3 separate regions of the Zea mays genome follow, and all the other regions are linked to region 1. Evidence: chromatin contacts called from public Hi-C data. All regions are on one chromosome and are shown on one strand. Each heading gives the region's core, a stretch centred on a gene start, on an enhancer-like site or on the middle of the called end of the contact. The rest is flanking DNA. Distances are from core to core; before and after follow the strand shown. Region 1 holds the start of LOC103632535 (pyrophosphate--fructose 6-phosphate 1-phosphotransferase subunit alpha). Region 2 holds the start of LOC100272607. Region 3 has its middle 62 kb from the start of LOC100272607.

Evidence for each region. A called contact is a pair of places that touch in the nucleus more often than the background predicts.
Region 2: a Hi-C map of leaf shows a contact between it and region 1, with 9 times the contacts expected there. The contact joins the promoter of LOC100272607 here to the promoter of LOC103632535 in region 1. A contact is called at or near these places in 13 of 25 Hi-C or Micro-C datasets (bundle sheath, ear, endosperm and 4 more) and 1 of 3 datasets of contacts at active chromatin or transcription factors (leaf).
Region 3: a contact with region 1 is called in a Hi-C map of leaf, with 3 times the contacts expected there. The contact joins the enhancer-like site here to the promoter of LOC103632535 in region 1. A contact is called at or near these places in 2 of 25 Hi-C or Micro-C datasets (ear and leaf).

What each region holds. Positions count from the first base shown.
Region 1 is chr7:86,641,188-86,645,065 of Zm-B73-REFERENCE-NAM-5.0, forward strand. It overlaps LOC103632535 (pyrophosphate--fructose 6-phosphate 1-phosphotransferase subunit alpha), which reads left to right and starts at 1,732. Exons shown (of 19, transcript XM_008654305.3): 1 at 1,732-2,104; 2 at 2,936-3,142; 3 at 3,145-3,226; 4 at 3,784-3,858. The coding sequence starts at 2,009.
Region 2 is chr7:86,887,770-86,891,647 of Zm-B73-REFERENCE-NAM-5.0, forward strand. It overlaps LOC100272607, which reads left to right and starts at 1,660. Exons shown (of 11, transcript NM_001147070.1): 1 at 1,660-1,804; 2 at 2,593-2,688; 3 at 3,309-3,438. The coding sequence starts at 1,685.
Region 3 is chr7:86,825,351-86,829,228 of Zm-B73-REFERENCE-NAM-5.0, forward strand. No RefSeq gene overlaps it. Among protein-coding and RNA genes, the nearest start is that of LOC100272607, 62 kb to the right of the region's middle. Within about 2 kb of position 1,956, at least 8 of the 20 cell types and tissues checked have an H3K27ac peak or open chromatin away from gene starts, as enhancers often do. A contact at or near this core is called in ear and leaf, where this site is marked.

The DNA of each region.
Region 1 (3,878 bases), core at 482-2,981:
GGAAGCCTATCTCGAAAGAACCTCCAAGTTAAGCGTGCTTGGTTTGGAGCAATTTGGGATGGGTGACCGACTCGGAAGTTTTCTCGGGTGCGCATGAGTGAGGACAAAGTGTGCACAAAAGACCTGTGTTGGTCTGTGGGGACAATATATAATTCTAGAGAGCTGCGAGGAGTAAGTACTGCGGTTCAGGGATTGAACGAGGTGTTACAAGTGGTATCAGAGCCGACCCTCTCGGTTTCACGAGCGTGTGTGGGTTAGGGTTCGGGTATATGACGCATGGCTCATGTGGGCCCAGAGTGGTCACATGACATGACATATGACGACACTAGACACACATACATGGCTAAGAGGGGAGGTTACTGAATTGATGTTGACCGACGAGGACGTCGGTCTTCTAAGGGGGTGGATGAGATCATCGCTCGATCTGTATACCATTGTTTGGGATGGTCATAAGAATGATACTTTTCTGCCCAATCTGTATACCATTGTTTGATGAATAAACCCAACAACGGTCGGAATAAGAACCTCTGGAAAGTTAAGCCTCCCTTGAAAATAAAGGTTTTTTTGTGGAATTTATGTCGGGGAGCGATCCTCTAAAGATAATTTAGTCAAAAGGTGTTGGAAAGGTTGCTTGACTTGTAGCTTTTGCAACCGTAATGAGAGTATTAAACATCTCTTTTTTACTGCTATATGGCCAAAAGCATATGGAGAATTATTTATTTTGCCTTAAAAATAGACATGCCAGTTAGCATTAATCATAGTATCAGGTCTTGGGGAAGCAATAGGGGTCCAGGACACAAAAAAATATTACTTTATGGAGTATCAGCTTTATTTTGGTCTATTTGGCTCAGCCAAAATAAGGTGGCTTTTAATCATAAACCAATATCATTAATTGTGCAGGTCATTTTCAGAGGTACTCACTGGTTCAGATTCTAGAGACTTCTACAGAGGAGGAATCACAACAACAAATCCTCGACGTTTGTCAAACTTTGGAAGTGGTGGCGATGAAAATCTTTGTAAATCATGAATAGCGCTCAAATGCTAGAATTGTGGATGACTAGTGTTATACACAGTCTTGTCGTTTTGCTTCTTTGAGTTAGTTTCTTTATTAAGCAACCTCATATGTAATAATTGACTTGTATTGACTGTACGCATTTCAATGCTAAAGCCGGAATTTATGTTTCCGTTCTAAAAAAATCTATGTTTTTCACGGTCATTTTGACTAAAGTTACATGAGAAGGTGAGTACAAAATCAAGCGTGATGCTAACTTTCTACGAAGACCTAGAAAATTTTGAAAGAACGTCCAAATCCATGGGAAACTACAGGTGTCTAGCAAACTGGCTAGTAAATCCATGGGAGCAGAAACCTAGTGCCGGTAAACAAAGATTCTGAAATGTTGGCTCTTGCCAAACTGCATGCATCTCTATCTCTCTTCCTGTACCGGCCGGCAAATCGAATGAAACATTATTCCACCACAACAGAAGATAAATAAACAAAAGCAAATTACGGTTGCTTTCGTCGTCCGGGTGACAACTGACAACGACGTCAAGTATAAATTCATCACTGGACGCTGACAGACACACCAACGAACGGATGATAGCTCAGGAGCATTTCAATTAGTTATTTTGGATGGGAGGACAACACTTTTGCTTGGTTCCATCTATCACCTATAGCATGTGTTGTAGTTGAATTTTACTTGCTGCTCTATATATGCAAAAGGAGGCTGCAGGTTGTGACCTTGAAGGTCACTACGGCTGACCTATGAGAAAATAATCACAATCACAACTTTGAATTCCAGCACATAGAAAAGAGGTTAACAAGGGAAATGGGGTCAAATCGCTGTTGGTAGCATCAGGGGCCAACAACAACAACAATAAACAGCCACTTCTTTCCTCCCTTACAAAAAGGGAGCGAGGTAGCTAGGAAGAGCACAACGTACAGCTGCCCTGCAAAAACCCAGGAACTGAACTGTGCTGAGGGAAAGGAAAGGAAAGGCAAGGCAAGAGGATGAACACCGACGACCTGGGCTCGCCGAGGGAACTCACCGGCCTGCAGCGGAGGAGGGCGCTGTACCAACCGGAGCTGCCTCCATGTCTTCTTCAGGTTTATTTGCGTTTTTTGCCTGCCAGCATCTTCTTAGTTTCTCCTTCACCTGCTGCATCTGCCGTCCAAGCATGCATGCATGCATCCTGCACCTTTGGTTTCTCGATTTGTGTCGTGTCGTGGATGTTTCCAAGAGTTGTTCCATTCTTATGATGTTGTCGATGTAACAAAAACACATGCTCCTTTTTCACCGCCATATATATGAAAAGCGAAAAAAGAGAGAAAGAAACCGCTCGATTTTGGACGCACGAGACCTGGAAATTTCGTCAGCTCGCTGAACAGGAAATGAAGACAACGGGTGTATTGCAAAAACAAGAAGCTCACCAAAAGATTCTTGTGGTATATCAATCCTTAGAGATGGTGGTAATGGAGATCCTTGCAAAACATGGTTGGAGTTCTAATGCCAGATTAAAGGACGCTTGATTCGAGAACAAGTTCTTTTTAAGAATGTTACTTTTTTTTAATAATGGATGTTTTATTAATTTTTTAACTGTAATGTCAAACTATAAAAGGCTGGAACATTTTTTGTTTCCATTATAAAAAAATGTAGGCTCCACTCCTATACTCGTCTTCCTTCTCTAGTAATAGCTTGCACAGGGGTGGCGGACCCAGTGCTTCTAGAGTTCTAGAGGAAGCAGAGACTTGTTGATTCATAATATAGACAGAAGCTTCTTCCTCTCACAAGTCACAAACCCTTCTTTTTTTTCCATTCAACAGGATTCAAAGTTTTGAAAAATGTGTTCCAACCACATGGCGTCACAACAGGATATTTGACGCTGATGGTTTTAGCATCGTCTAACGTTTCCGAAACTTGTGATGGGATATGACCAGGGAACGAGGGTGGAGTTTGGGGACCCAACGACAACCATTGATTCGAAATGCGCAGACATCGTCGCACAGGCATTCCCGCACACCTTCGGTCAGAGGCTGGTGCGCTTTCTGGAGCCTCACCCGGACACGGTGGTCTCTGGTTCTTCTGACGCACAAGAACGCCCACCAGTTAGGTTGGGCGTGGTGTTCTCTGGAAGACAGTCACCTGGCGTGGCGGGCATAATGTCATATGGGGTACTTTCGACGCTATGAAAGCTCGGAATCCGCACAGCGTTCTGCTTGGGTTTCTAGGTGAGCGTATCTCCATGGAGCAACTTCCAGGGTTCAAGCATTTGCATCAGCCAATATACAACATGTTAGTAGAATTTTAAACTACTCTTGGTTCTTGTCTATGGCACATTCTGTTCTTGTCTATGGCACAGTTACAGTTACAGGGTACATACTTCCTGTTTCCTCACGAATCCATTCACTGTTTATATCAGATATTTCTATGGACCCGTTAAACCACTGTTTAACTAGTTTATAGTACAAATATAATCATATACTCGTCCGATCTAATTTATAATTCGTTTTACTTTTTTATCCGATATTTAGTTGGTTCGTCTTATTAAAAAAATCATAATTATTATTAATTTTTACCGTTTAGCATATAATATATTTTAAGTGTGGTTCTGAATTTTTCATTTTTTGCAAAAAAAAAAGAATAAGACAAGACGGTGGTATTTTGGCAAAAAAAAGTTAAATGGATTATAAATTGGGAAGAGGAGAGTACCATTTTCTTAATGCAATGACATATTGATAAGAGAGAGCGACTTTGTTTTTTCTTTTTTTGTATTTCTACTGTATAGGTGGCACAGAAGGCCTGTTCGCAAAGAAGACGTTGGAAATCACAGAAGATATGCTTTCGTCATACAAAAATCAAGGTTACTCTCGTATATTACCT
Region 2 (3,878 bases), core at 410-2,909, 250 kb after region 1:
CTGAGCTGGTTTCTGCACCGGACACCAAGCTCTGTAGCATGTGGGTGCGCACTGTAGCGGTGTCTGGGAGCGCGACACGAGGAGAGAGAAAGCATGCATTGGCGACACAGGCAAGGCAGGGCACGAGGGGGGCACATGTTGGCGCGTCCGATGCTGTACTGCCACGCGTCAGTAAACGTTAGGTGCCGAACCCGTGAAATGCGGTCGGTGTTTCAAACCGGGTCAGGTTTTAAGAACTTAGATATATATGCATAATTTGATGGGTTACCTATTCGGATACACCTAACCTTTTCTACCATATTCCTTGATCAAACTTGGGTATTATACTTTACCTTCGTAGCTATGCTATTGCTACAACTTAACTTTATGCAGTCACTCCGATTTGTGATATTAAGGTTCCAATTGGTAAGTTTACATTATTGTTGCTAATCCGACGATTAAGCAAGATCATATGATTTAATTGGAACATGAAGTGACCACCCGGGAAAACAGTGCTACCATGAGGGTGGTATGGGACGCCCTTGGCTAAATAACTAGGGAAGTCTTATGTTGGGTGCTGGTCGTGGTCGACCGGAACGGGGGCATCTGGCAAGCGCTTATATTTCTGGCTCAGACAGATTGGATACATGCATAATTCCCAAAGCTTTACCCTGCAGACTGGACTATAAGTTGGTTACGTTAGATGTGCTCTATGCAGTTTGACCATTTCCAGCATTTGCATAATGAGGACTCTAGGGAAAAGCCTCGTAGTGAGACCTTAGCCATTCACCTCGGAAGTGAATACAGGTCTAGCTAACCCAAGCTAGAAGGGGATCGTGACTCATGGGTAAAGATGCGCCACCTCTGCAGAGTGTAAAACTGATATATCAGCTGTGCTCACGGTTAAGAGCAGCCTAGACTCCTCACATGATAATTGAACTTGAAGATGGAAATAAATCGAGATCCGATGATCTGCCAATGGTTTGCTTAAGTGGTTTCACTTAAGTGTTTTTGATATACTCTTATACCTTTGTTTAATGGGAATACTTGGGATTCACACTTATTAGTAAGACAAGTGTTGTTAATAAAATGTTGACCAACTAAAATGCCAATCGCATTTAACTTTAGCCTTACCTTGTTACCTTGCATTTTCCCCCACTTGCTGAGCCCTGACCATAAGTGAGCTCACCCTTGCTTAAATTTTGATCAGAAGTTTGCAGATGAAGTTATGATGCTGAGCTCCATGGATGCTAGTCTATTGATACCCCCGGTCATCTTCCTGTGGATGGATGTCCATGTTTCGCTGTACTTTGATGAATAAAGGTTAAGACATTATGTCTGTTCGAAGTGTAACATGTTAATATAATCTTTATTTACGCTCTTATGTATCATTCTTTTAATATATTACACTTGTAATGTCAATATATGTGTGAAAATAAATCCTGGCACACATATGCTATGCACCCGGCTCTGTCTCAAAGAAACGGGTGTGACAGTTAAGGAATAGGTTTTTCTTTCAAAATGAAGGTTGGTAGCTTATGGAATCATGGGCCTAGATCATATTAAACAAACAGGACCTGAGTTGCTGAATGTTTTAATGTAGCCTAGCCCATCAGGCCTGGCCCGATCTCTTCATGGGCTAGTTTGTGTACTTTGGGATTGGAATTGGATTACTCCCCTCCCGGACAAAACGGGGCGAGAGCGCATGGAGAGCAGAGAGGAGGAGAGGAAGGGCAGCGGTGGCGCCGCCGCCGGCGGCGGCTCGACCCCTGGGGCGAATCTAAGGGACCTGGTGTCGAGGGAATACTACGGCCACAAGAAGAAGGTAATACCTCTCAACGCCTCCCCAATATCCCATTATAATTTCTTCTGAGCCCCTATAAAACCCAGAATCTCGCCAGAAGAAAGGTTTCGAAGTTCCAATCATTAGGGTTGCAATTCGTAGGGTGAGGCCCTAAATTCCGGCCTTGCATGCAGAATGATGAAACAAGGTGCGGAAGTAACAATCTTTGGGCCTTCCGGTTTGGTTCCTGAGAACATAGATGGGATCGTGGACCTATCTTGCTTTCGATTCGAAGCTATAAGCGTGGAGAGGGGATTTAGCTATTTCTTCTCTTTATATAGAGCATGAAAGGAGTCAATGTTAAGGCATGATGAAAACGAAATATTGCTGCAGCCACAGTTAGTTGCAAATGAATTTAGTTGCAATAGGCAATCTATTTTGGTTGTCCTTTGTTGCAGCAAAGGGGCCGTGGTGCCTGTCCTTGCAGGGGAGCAAGAGCAGTTTTCCTCTGGTTCTATAAAGAAATTTGAGATTATCTTAGGGCATGTTGTAAAGTTGCAATGAGGAGAAATAAGAAGGAATGATCTTTCTTTCAGGATGAATATATGACATTCTGAGGATGTTTTTTCTTTGTTTCTTACATTATGTTGAATGTGTTGCTTAATTGTCCTTAACTCCTCATAGCGATCTTCAAAGCAAAACCACTCTACCCTAGTACTTGTCGGTACAAAATTTAGATTGATTTGTGGGTTCTTATTTTTGCTTTGTTTTATGCATTTCTTTGGTAATCTTATCATTGTGTTCACCATTCTGATAGTTTTTATCATTAGGTGCACTCTGTAGCATGGAACTGCCTAGGCACAAAGCTTGCTTCAGGATCGATCGATCATACCGCACGTGTCTGGAGCATTGATCCACATGTCCATGTAACTTTCTCTCCTTCTGTCCTTGGTACCAAATTTATCTTTACAGAATGGGATACGCTCCCCACTGTTTTCTTATTAAGATAATGATCGGTTTGGTAAATTTTGAAAATCTGCATAACTGGTATATTCCCTATCTTATAGAACCTAGATAATAAGTTATGACATTGAACTTAAGAAAGCATTAGTTTGCGTGATATGCCAAAGAGGGACAAATGCTTCTCATCTGCACCTCCCTTTTAACTTCAAGCTTTGGCTATTGCAGAAATTGTGACAGGTACTTTACAGTAATATTCCTGTTTCTTTAGCTTGTGCGCAATATAATTTACTTTTCAGTTTATCAGTTATTGTGGTGTAACTCAACATATAATGTTCTTATAGTGCAACGAAACCTTTACCATAATTTGTAGCACGAGACGTGGTTTTATTCTGAACCGATGGAATCTTCAGAGTAAGCTGTAGAGTTTTGAATAACTTTTAACTAGAGTATATTACCTTGATTCTTAATAATAGCCCTTTCTATGCTTTTCTATTTGGTAGCAGAGAGCCAGAGAGTGTAATTTCAGCGTATGTTTCTATACCATTGAAAGATCTAAATGGGAACTTGTGCTAATTTGTTACAGTCTAAGGTTAAAGATATTGAACTGAAAGGCCACACAGATAGTGTAGATCAGCTTTGCTGGGATCCAAATCATCCTGATACAGTTGCTACTGCAGCTGCTGACAAATCTATTCGTCTTTGGGATGCTCGAAGTAAGTAGCACAGTTCATCCATGATGTTGCTAGAAAGCACAGTTTTTCTTTAGCATTTCATAATGCATTTAGCATTATACTTCTTAAAATCTATGAAATACATCTTTTATTTTGACTGCATCTGGATCCATATAAATTTCTATAAGCTGGTAGAAGCGAAGTTCATTCAGCTTTTGAGATTGTGGAAGCGGGCTTGTGAAGATGGTGGGTGTTTGGAGACCATCCTAGCTTCTACAGGCTCGAACCTGGAATCTGATAAGATCCAAACAGGCCCTTTGTTATTTCCTACATTACCCCACATTTACAACAAATTTGATGTGGAAAGATCTATTATGTAATAACTTTATCTGGAAGCTATTTTGTCATATGTGACATCTGGCTTTCAGATGATATATGTTGTATTTTTTGTTCTATCTTGGACTCTTGGTGGTAGTTTCTGT
Region 3 (3,878 bases), core at 706-3,205, 180 kb after region 1:
CTGCCCGAGGCAGGGCTCGGGCGAGATGAGATCGTGTCCCTTGAGTGGACGGAGCCTTGACCGGAATCGCGCCCATCAGGCCTTTGCAGATTTGTGCTGATAGGGTTACCAGCTGAGATTAGGAGTTTTGAGGGTACCCCTAATTATTGTCCCCGACAAAATATATATATATATATATATATATATATATATATATATATATATATATATATATATATATATAAACCAATACACTATATACAATGAAGCATTTTAATAAACAATTAATACAACCACAATGCACGGTTACTACCGTCGAGAGAACTGACACAACTAATATAACTAATTAATCCAAGCCTTGAACTAATAATAAAAACTAGCAAATCCAGTGTACTATTACTAGTCGATACAAAATTCATGAGAACGACGATGATTCCGGTTCAGACTATCCATCAAACATTAAGCACGCGATGAACAACGTCCTTCTCGTCATCGCCCAACAACAAGAATTCCACTTCTATCATCGACCCCATAACATCACACAACCTAACGACATAATAACGGATCTAGTCATAATTACCAAGTGCACACCTCGCATTACTGGTATTTCTAACTTAATCGTATACGTATACGAAGCGTCTTATTTTACGATCATAAAACCGATAGTAAAAATAGCAAATCAGCTCACCACATCACAACTCGATTTGGTAGTTGCCTGAACGACGATGGCCTTCAGCTGAAGTCCTCGATCGAACATCTGGCAAGCGTGACCGACGAGCTAAGGCTGAGGCGAAGCTTGACGACGAGATCGAATAGGGGATGTGAGCGTGAGGGTTTCACAGCGAGGATGAGCGACACCGTGGATTCTTGGTCCGACATTTAATCGAACACAACGGAAGCGAGACACAGCAGGAATGGTAGTATTAACCATGAGCACGATAAAGGACGTGCTCCTGCACGGCGTGAAGGCGAACGACGACAACCGGCGTGAAGGCGAACGACGACAACCTACGACAGCAGGAATGGAAGACTTGGTCGAGGCAGGGTCCGAGCATCCAGAGTTTTTGCCGAGGCCGGACAGAGAAGGATTACAAATCCTAGGCACGACGGTGGCCATAGCCAAGCAGAGGGACGCGACTACGGGCAGAGGAGAACTCGGCACGACGAGAGACGACGAAACGCTACGCGCGTGATGAGGAAGCAGAAAACCACGAGCCCACGACAAGGGAGCTCGGTGCGCAGCGAGCTAGAGCTGAGGGAACGCGTGGCTGGGGAGAAGAGCAGGGGCTGCGTAGCGGCCAAGCGAGCTGCGAGCAGGCACGCGACGACCACAGCAAGGGAGCTCCGAGCTGGAACGATGGGAAAACTCCACGGTGGGAGTCGCGGTTTGGACAGAGCAAAGGGAAAAGCGGCTGGGCGCCAGAGGACTGAGCAAATAAGCGCGACTGCGCGCAGGGAGCTTCGCGAGCTGGAGCAGGCGATTCCGCGGCATGGGCGCGAGCTGCGCGCCATGGAACGAGCAAGGGCCGGGGCGAGTTCGATGCGGATCTGGCCCTCCTCGGCCATGCGCGCCATCCATGGCGAGCAGAGGAGTGCACAGAAGATAGAGAGAGGAGGGAGGAGAGAGGAGCAGGGACACGCGGCGAGGGGAGCAGGGAGACGAAGACGAGCGCTGTGCGGCGGACGAGAGATATGCAGGGAGATTGGACGACCGAGCTGGGCACTGGAGAAGTGGAGAGGCTGGGCACGCAGGAAGTTGAAGCTTGCAGGGAATCCGGCGCTGGGAGCTTCGAGCAGAGGATCCACATCCGACCAGGCGCCGGGGAGAAGAGGAGCAGAGGCTGGGCGAGGCACCAGGGAGAGGCGACCGCGCCATGGGGGCTCGATAGGGAGCAGGGCGCGCGCCCGCGCCGCCGCGCGGAACCAGGGAGAGGGAGAGGAGCGCGCGCTGGGAAAATGGAGCGTCGTGAGAGCTCCACGTCGAGGGAGAGGAGTACCACGGCCAGGACGAGGAGCTGGGACGGCCGCGCGTAGAAGATAACACAAGCGGCTGGAAAAATCTGTACGGAGAAATTAGCGTGAAAGGATAAGGAGCAGAGGAGTTTCAGCGGTGGGATATTTTCCGTTTTCTAGATTATCTTTTCTCTCTCTTTTCCTTAACGGCAATTGAATATATTTTTGAATCACGATTTTAAGCGATGAACATAATTGGTCAATATATTATATGGTTACATATTTCAGTCTAATGATTTAGCAAACTAAATCATTCACTAATTACTTGTTGTCAGTACTAATTACAGTGGTCTGGTTTGTTCCAGACAGGTTGTAAATGGACCGAGTTAAACAGATTCCGGCTTCGGTATTAGATGAATTTGCATCCGTTATTTACATCCAAAGTTTTGGATCGGGACGAGACGTCGTCGGAACAAATCCGGACGGTGTGAACAACAGTATTTCAGACTGTGTTCAATTTGATTTGAAATCAAATAATTTCATCCGCAGTCGACACCCGATTCCACGTCAACAGATAATTTACGTGGGGAATCGAATCTCAATTATAAATTCTCAGACGCGATTTTCTCGGTTGACGAGTGGGGACAGAATTATTTGCGCCGAAAACCTTAGTCGACGAGTTCTATTTAATTGGACCGAGATAAATCGTCCGAGTGGGTCGAGCTTCCGAATTTCGTATTCACGCGGGCGATGAGTTTAAATAATCACCGGACGCACCGATGTTCGGAACGACTATGTTCCGAAGAACACGAAAAATTAGGAAGAGTCCAGATTAATAAAAACAATGTCGAAGTTGGGACAGACGGAACAGATGCGATATTAAAATCGCGATAGCGAAGATGATTAGAATTTAGCATATGTTTTATCCACTAATATTATGCGCTTAAATCCATACTCGTTGTCAAGCGGAATATAAACACCAGGGGTGTTACAAATACTGCCTTCGGTGTCCATGGGAAGGACTAAACAGAGTTTTTGATATTATTGGTTTTGTCTATCCTGGTTACTACTTTTCGGTTCGAAAGTAAGGGACGAAGAAAAGGATTGTATCAACTACCGCTTCTACTGCGCCGAAACCAAAAAGAATGAAGGTTGTAACTCATCGGCCAAAGTATTATTTTTTGGAGAAGGCTGCTGCGGTGCCTGCTTTAGAAAAGACGGAGGCTGATGAATCTTCTGAAGCTACCTTCTTAGCTTTGGAGGTAATACCTGTTGCGGCAGTCAAAGCTGCCACTGCTCAACTAGAGAAATCAGAACCAGATAGCTTTAGGACCGAGCAACAACTAAAACTGCAGAGTCCTCTAGCAACAACGGGGTTGCCAAAGATAGCCACCATTCCAGCGGTGACTCCGAGGAAGGGGAGGAGAATGACCAGTGTTCTAGATGTTGTGCTGAAACCTTCGAAGGTGTCGACTCCTGCTTCTACTAAGGCTTCCGAAGATAAAATTGAAGGATTTGGAGAAGCAGCTGCTGTAAGCGCTTCTACTGTCTGTGTTGAGGCTGGACCTTCAAAAACTAGGCCAGTGGAGCAAGTAAAGGAAAATCCGCCAGAGAAGCTAACATAGCCGATACCTGAAGCAGCCTCCCATGGGTACTTTGGATAGATTATTCGCCATGCTTCAAGGAAACAATTATCAGAATAGCAAATTGTCGAAGTGCAATACTATGCAAAGGACCTAAAATATCCCCGAGGATCCTTGGTATACGAAGAAAATGATGAAGATGATTACCTTTACTGCCTGCCGGACAATAAAGAGATAGATGTTTGCTTGGAAATAATGGATAATATGGGTTATCCGAAGCTTGAACTTGGTTTATCTGCAATGCCTGAGGATCAACTTGCAGACTGTCTTGCTTACAACAGCTTGAAGGTTTGCACATTTTAT